Linked DNA regions of Rattus norvegicus: region 1 is linked to region 2. The links are chromatin contacts, called in public Hi-C maps. All regions are on one chromosome and are shown on one strand. The core of a region is the stretch at or near the end of the contact, and the rest is flanking DNA. Distances in the headings are between cores, read along the strand shown. Region 1 holds the start of Pxk (PX domain containing serine/threonine kinase). Region 2 holds the start of Acox2 (acyl-CoA oxidase 2).

Region 1 (3,430 bases), core at 214-2,713, 170 kb after region 2:
CCTGTTAGCAGCCCAGAAGTCAGGTTATTCTGACTTTCACAACCATGGCTTTCCACAAACAGGAAACAGGACATAGTGAGGCTACAATTCATTTACCCGTTTAACAGACACATATGAAATGCTATCAGAATGGGACCCTCCTGTCCTCTCCTGGAAGAGAGGAAATCACATGATTACCCTGGTGTCCATCCATGAGGCCTAGGGTAATAGCTACTCAGGAAGAAAGGTTTTCTAGAGATAGTGGTCCTGAGCATCCAACTCTTTAGTATTAAATAGACCCTATGAGGTTATAAGGTTTACTTGCCGTCAATCCAGTCAAAAATATAATTTGAAAGAATGATTGTTCCCTTCCCTAAATATGGGTTCTTAAATATTCACTTTGCAACAAATTACAAGTTCAACAAACTCATGGATATTTGGTGCCTTTCACGAGTTTCTACATAGGGTTTAGGATGCTACCACAGGGAGACAAAATGCATTTAAAAGAAAAAAAAAAAAAGACAGTCATTTCTCTAAGTGAGAATGAATACTTTCAACAAAGCAAAGCTGTCGATGAGGAAACAGGGGGTTCCAAAAAGTCTTGCTTTAATATGAAAGATCTCTTTGAACAGCAGAAGAACAAACATACACACACACACACAGACACTGACACACACACAAACAGAGAGACACCCAGAGAAAGTCAGAAACAAGAGACAGCGAGACAAAGAGTCAGAGAAATACAGAAGGCTATTGTGGGGCTCTAGTCTCCAGATGATGAACCCCCAAACACTGATGTGATAAACAAGCCTCTGGGCTGGAATCTGATTTGCTGGCCCGACAAAACATTACAATCTAAGGAATCCCAATCCCACCCCACCCCATTCATCATTTACTCAATCGAGTCCCAGAGCCTAGTAGCTCCCCGGGTTTTACTGGTTCCCGGGTTTATTGCTTGTAAATTACAATGCATAAGAGCGCCTTTCAAAAAAAAAAAAAAAAGTACGGGCAAAAGAAAGCAAGCGTGGCTTTAAAGCCCCATAAAAGACTGCATGTGGCAGAAATGAACTCGCCTGTGTGTATTAGGAGCACCGAGGGCTCCCCTAAGCCACTCCAGGGGGACAGGGATGCGCGGGCACACTGCCCCGGCCGCGGCTGAGCAGGAGGGAGGCGGCGGGCTCATACACCTGCCCGGCTCTGGTGCCCGCGCCCGGCCCGCTGCGCCGTCCGGCCTTCGCCCGGCCCCCGCCCTCGGCCCCGGCCTCCCGCCCCGGCCGCGCACCGTGTGCGACTGCAGACTCTGGCTCGCCTCGACGGCCGCTGTCAGCGGCACCGTGTCGTCCAGCAGCACCTTGCGGGCTGGCGGTTTCTCCATGAAGGCCATCCCGGGCCGTCGCCGCCGCCGCCGCCGCCGCCTCTGAAGCCGGGGCAGGAACCGGAGGCGCCGAACCCCGCCACCCGCCGCGTCCCGCCGCTGCTGTCAACGCGCACCGCCCCGCGCGCTGCCGCCGCCCGCGGGGTCCTAGCGCCGGTCGTCCCAGCCTGCGGGCTGTCAACACCCGTCCTTCCGATCCCGCTGGGTCCTAGCGCCGTACTTCACCGCAGGGTAGGTGACTGAAACCCCTTGCTCTCTTGGTGCCTCCTCGCCTCTGCATCGTACACTCAGTACCATGAGCTCCCGGCCTCGGGCGGAGGAGCACCAAACTAAACCATCACCACCACGTGTCACATTTAGACACTGATTTTCTGGACTCTAACCGAACTGAGTTTTTCTGATGAACCGTTTAGAAACTCAGATTAGCAGACTTGAGACCCTACTGCTCCCAATCACATCTTCCCTGCCCAAGGTCCTTAGATCTCAGGAAACAACAAAAAAACACCTTCAGGGTGGACCCTCAATCTGAGTCTGTAGAACAAATTTTCTAAACCAAATCTGGATTCAGGTTTTGAACCTGGATCTTCAGGAGAGCCTAGGCGCTATACTCTCATAGCTGGATCCCACAGTGTCTGAACCTTTAAGCAACAAACTCTAAGAACAGTGGGGGCAGGGGGGAACTGATGCAAAGATTTCCTTGCTTGCATGTGTAGTCCCTAGCTCTCGGTTGAGCCCAAGGTCTAAGAAACCAAAGAGCACTCAGATCTCTTAGACTCTGAGAATCTTTGGTGCTAGCATTCTGGCTCCAAGAACCTCAAACTCAGAACCATCAAACCTGACGATCAACTTCTCAACACCAAATCTACCTTGCTTCCCCCCCCCTTTTTTTTTTAAAGATTTATTCATTTTATTATATATAAGTACACTGTAGCTGTCTTCAGATACACCAGAAGAGGGCATTGGATCTCTTTACAGATGGTTGTGAGCCACCATGTGGTTGCTGGGAATTGAACTCAGGACCTCTGGAAGAGCAGTCGGGTGCTCTTAACCGCTGAGCCATCTCTCCAGCCCCTACCTTGCTCCCCTTAACCCAAGATCACAATCTTCCAGGATAAAAATGAAATTAAACTTAGATCAGATACCTAGGACCGTGTTGAGAATCTGGCATTTACTTCAGCTGTGTTATCTTGAATAAGTCAAATACACACACACACACACACACACACACACACACACACACACACCCTGTGACCTTCCACTGGCAAAACTAAGTTCAAGCCTATGTAGAATGTGTAATAGGAATGCAACCGGACGGGAAAGAACTTTGCACATGTTAAAAATCTCAAACAATATGAATTCCATCCTGACAATTCACAGAACAGAGATTTCTAACTCTTAAGTTTGTTTCCACTAAATTTTTATTTTTTATTAAGATTTATTATATATAAGTACACCGTGGCTGTTCTTAGACACACCAGAAGAGGGCATCAGATCTCATTACAGATGGTTGTGAGCCACAATGTGATTGCTGGGATTTGAACTCAGAACCTCTGGAAGAACAGTCAGTGCTCTTAACCACTGAGCCATCTCTCCAGCCCCACGAAATTTCTATTATTTCATTCATAGAAACAAAGCTTCTTTGTGACTCTACCACCACTGCATTTTGCCATCATAGCAAAGGTCTAGATTGCACTTGGTGGTTATCCTCTTCAGAGTTCAAGCTGAGAGATTGGCCGGCAACCCCAAGTAGCCCAGTGACACCAGAGTGCCTTCAGGAGCCAACGCTCAGTAGGAGACCTCTTTCCACATCTCATTTTTATTCCAATTTGCTTTAGAGCAGTCATCTGTGAAAGTCAAACCACGCATCACTTTAAGAGGCTTTCACTCTTTTCCTCTGTTTCTTTGTTTAAAGGCAATGGAGAATTTCACCATCAGAGGAGTAGAAACCCAGACCCTGTATTATTACTCCTGTCATGGTGGGGATTGACCAAGACAAGGCCATGTTCATATTGCGTTGGTAGGAACATAAAGTGGCCTAATCCTTAAGGAAGGCATTAAGTCACTCAGTGAGTGTTT
Region 2 (3,332 bases), core at 795-3,294:
GGTGGTTTGAATGAAATGGCGCTCGTAGACTCATAGAGAGTGGTATTATTGGCAGTGTGGCCTTTTTGGAAAAAAAAAAAAGTGTCACTGGAGATTGGACTTGGAGGTTTCAGAAACTGAAGCCAATCCTGGTGGCTCGGTGTCTTTTCCGGCTGCCAGCCAATCTGGACGTAGGTCTTAGCTACCTCCCCAGCACCCTGCCTGTGTGCCACTGCGTTCTGCCATGATGATAATGGCCCTAATCCCTGAAACATAAGCCAGCCCCAATTAATGTCTTCCTTTCTAGGAGTCGCTGTGGCCACACTGTCTCTTCGAAGCAATAAAACCCTAATTAAGACACTGCCCATATACCCAAAGGATACCTCATCCTACCACAGAAGCCATTGCTCAACCATCTTCGTTGCTGCTCTATTCATAATAGCCAGAAATTGGAAACAATCTAGATCTTCATCAATGGATTAATGGATTAAAAAAAAACATGTGGTACACTTACACAGTGGAGTGTTACTAAGCTTTTTTTTTTTTTAATGAAATCTTGAAATTAGCAGGTAAATGGATGGAAATAAAAAGAAAAAAATCATCCGGAGTGAGGTAGCTCAGGAAGACAAATATGGTATGTATTCATTTATATGTTGCTGTTAGCTGTTGAGTCACTGATGGGCAAGCTGCAGTCTTTTTTTTTTTTTTTTTTTTTTAAGATGTATTCATTCATTATATAGAAGTACACTGTTGCTGTCTTCAGATACGCCAGAAGAGGGCATCAGATCTCTTTACAGATGGTTGTGAGCCACCATGTGGTTGCTGGGAATTGAACTCAGGACCTCTGGAAGAGCAGTCGGGGCTCCTAACCACTGAGCTATCTCTCCAGTCTCAAGCTGCAGTCTTTAAACCACCAAGATTAGGTAGAAAGTAAGGAAGTAGCGGGAAGGGGATGGATCTCTAGGAAGGGGAAATAAAACAGATAGTTATGGGGTGGGGGTAAATTGAAATGGGAGAATCAAGTAGGGAGAGGGAGGGAGGAGGGGGCAAGGGAAGGAATTCAGGGGTGGCCACATGATCCTAGTGTGACAGGCTAGGTGACCCTCCATCGCAGGGAACTGCATCTTTCTGCAGAGCAAACTGGATATTACCTCCTGTAGAGCTCACCCTCGTGCGTGCATGCACACACCCACACACCCACACACCCACACACACATTGAGCGTGCATATACACATATATTGTCCCACTTGAGGAGGAAGGGTGAGGTCCCAAAGAGGAAGACACTGGAATCATGAAGATTTGGACTTTCTCTCAGAAGCCGGTGACTTCTTTCCCAATGTTGTACAAACGAATAGGGTACATATCAACTTTGTGACCTGAGGCCTGGTCCAAATTCCAGATAGTTGGTTTATTTATTGCACAACTTGGGCACTGGGCCTTACCTGGTTCTTCACTCGCACCATGAAAATCCACCCTACCTCCCAGGGCAAAGGCTGGACACGAAAGGAGGTGGAGACCAAGTTCTCCTCAGGACCCTACAGAACATACTGCGATACGCCTCAAATTCAGAGCCTGGGCTAGGGGTGGGAGACTGGGGACTGTGGGTACACTGGTGATAAGCAGGACACAGACAAGGCCACAGTCAGAGCAGAAGCAGGGGAGAGGGATGCTCCTTTTCCGTAAGAACCTGGAAGCCTGTTCCTCTCACTGTGTTGTGACTACCCTGCCACCCTGCGGGCAGGCAAGATCTAGAGTTTCACGGCGGAAACGCCGCCACCCGGACACAGGGCACACCCCTCAGAGGGAGCCCTAGCTCTAAGGATGGAAGCTGAATCGCGCCAAGGTTGCCGAGCGTGTAATACAATACACCCCGCTCACCCAAGGGCACTGGGAGGAAAGAGCGGGGCCACATGAGATACTTTGGCGGAGCCCCTCGGGGAGGGGGAGGGGCGTGGCCAATAGTCTGGATTGGCCCTATAGGGAAAGGCCAGCCCCGCCTATGGAGCTGTCCCAGGACGGAACTAGTCAAGGGTTTAGTCCCAGGCCAGCCAGAGAACTGACAGGCCATAGCGAAGGTAAGGCCTGTGCAGCAGAGCCTGGGCATCCGAGATGGCTCTCAGTTGGTCCTCTTGCTGTTTTCCGTTTGGTAGGGGGAAACTGACCGCAACAACGAAAATGTAAATGTAATTACTTGCCCTGCCTTTCAGGAGGTTAAGACAGAGGGGATTAGCAAAGTGGGAAAGAAAGTTTGGGGTGTTAAAGAAAGTGCAGGAAGCTTTACTGAGTACTGACATTGAGTAAGACAGAGGAAACCATGGTGACATCTGAGAAAAGGGTGTCCGGGCAGAGGCAGAGCCCTGGCAAAGGCTGGCCACAGCTAGAGGCTGGAGAGCTAGGGAACAGCCAGGAGGCAAGGGCATCTGGCACAGAAGAAACCAGAGGCAAGAAGAGGAGGCAGCCTTACCGGAAGGCAGGCAGACAAAGGGGGCTCCCTTGTACATGCCAGCCTCTTGTCAGTGCCCCATATGCCCTCTTCAGAAGCCTGCCAGTGGCTGTGGCCTTACAAGGGTACCTCTTCCCCGGTTCTGCCCTCTCTGTGGAATGGCTGGGCCCTTACTGTATCCTCAGGCTCAGGGGATGAAGGAAAGGAGAGCAGGTGACAGGCAGCAGGGAAAGTCAACAGCCAGGCTCTGGGACCAGGGAGACACAATGCTGTCTCCCTAGCACTCAGTGATGGGGGCAAGAGTGCATGGAGAGTGCCCAGTTCCCACAGGAGTGCTGATGTTGGGAGGACTGAGCTACTGTGATGTCTCTAGAGGCTGGAGCTCTCTAGGAACACTGGGGAGTCGAGCCTCGGCCAGAGGAAGTGACAGGAGAGAAGGCAGACCAGCTGGTGGGAAGCATGCGGTCATGCTAGGACTCCTTTCTTTTTTTTTTTTTTTTTTTTGGTTCTTTTTTTTCCGGAGCTGGGGACCGAACCCAGGGCCTTGCGCTTCCTAGGTAAGCGCTCTACCACTGAGCTAAATCCCCAGCCTAGGACTCCTTTCTACAAGCTGACTCCCTTCTGCCCAGTTCCAATGACAAACAGAAAAGGGAAAAATGAGACACAGATGCCAGGTAAGAGGTGAAGGTGGCAGAGTGTTAGCCAAGGAGATGACAAGGAACAGATAGGGTTAAGGGAGCTCGAAGAAGACGAATGGATGAGTCTAGCTGTTCATTCACTGTTGGGGGGAAGGGGGTTTCTAAAAGGCCAAGGGTTTGTTGTGAAGGAAGCAGGGCCCATCTTGGCTATGGGGGTACACAGGAGATCCACAGGAAAACGCGTCACAGGAAGAGAGCAAGCTTTCCCCTC

Evidence for each region. A called contact is a pair of places that touch in the nucleus more often than the background predicts.
Region 1: a Hi-C map of hepatocytes shows a contact between it and region 2, with 1.8 times the contacts expected there. The contact joins the promoter of Pxk here to the promoter of Acox2 in region 2. A contact is called at or near these places in 4 of 12 Hi-C or Micro-C datasets (Schwann cells, hepatocytes, kidney and 1 more).

Annotation. Positions count from the first base shown.
Region 1 is chr15:19,257,208-19,260,637 of GRCr8, forward strand. Pxk (PX domain containing serine/threonine kinase) reads right to left here and starts at 1,464. Exons shown (of 18, transcript NM_001399677.1): 1 at 1,262-1,464. The coding sequence starts at 1,363.
Region 2 is chr15:19,088,911-19,092,242 of GRCr8, forward strand. It overlaps Acox2 (acyl-CoA oxidase 2), which reads left to right and starts at 2,045. Exons shown (of 16, transcript NM_145770.3): 1 at 2,045-2,055.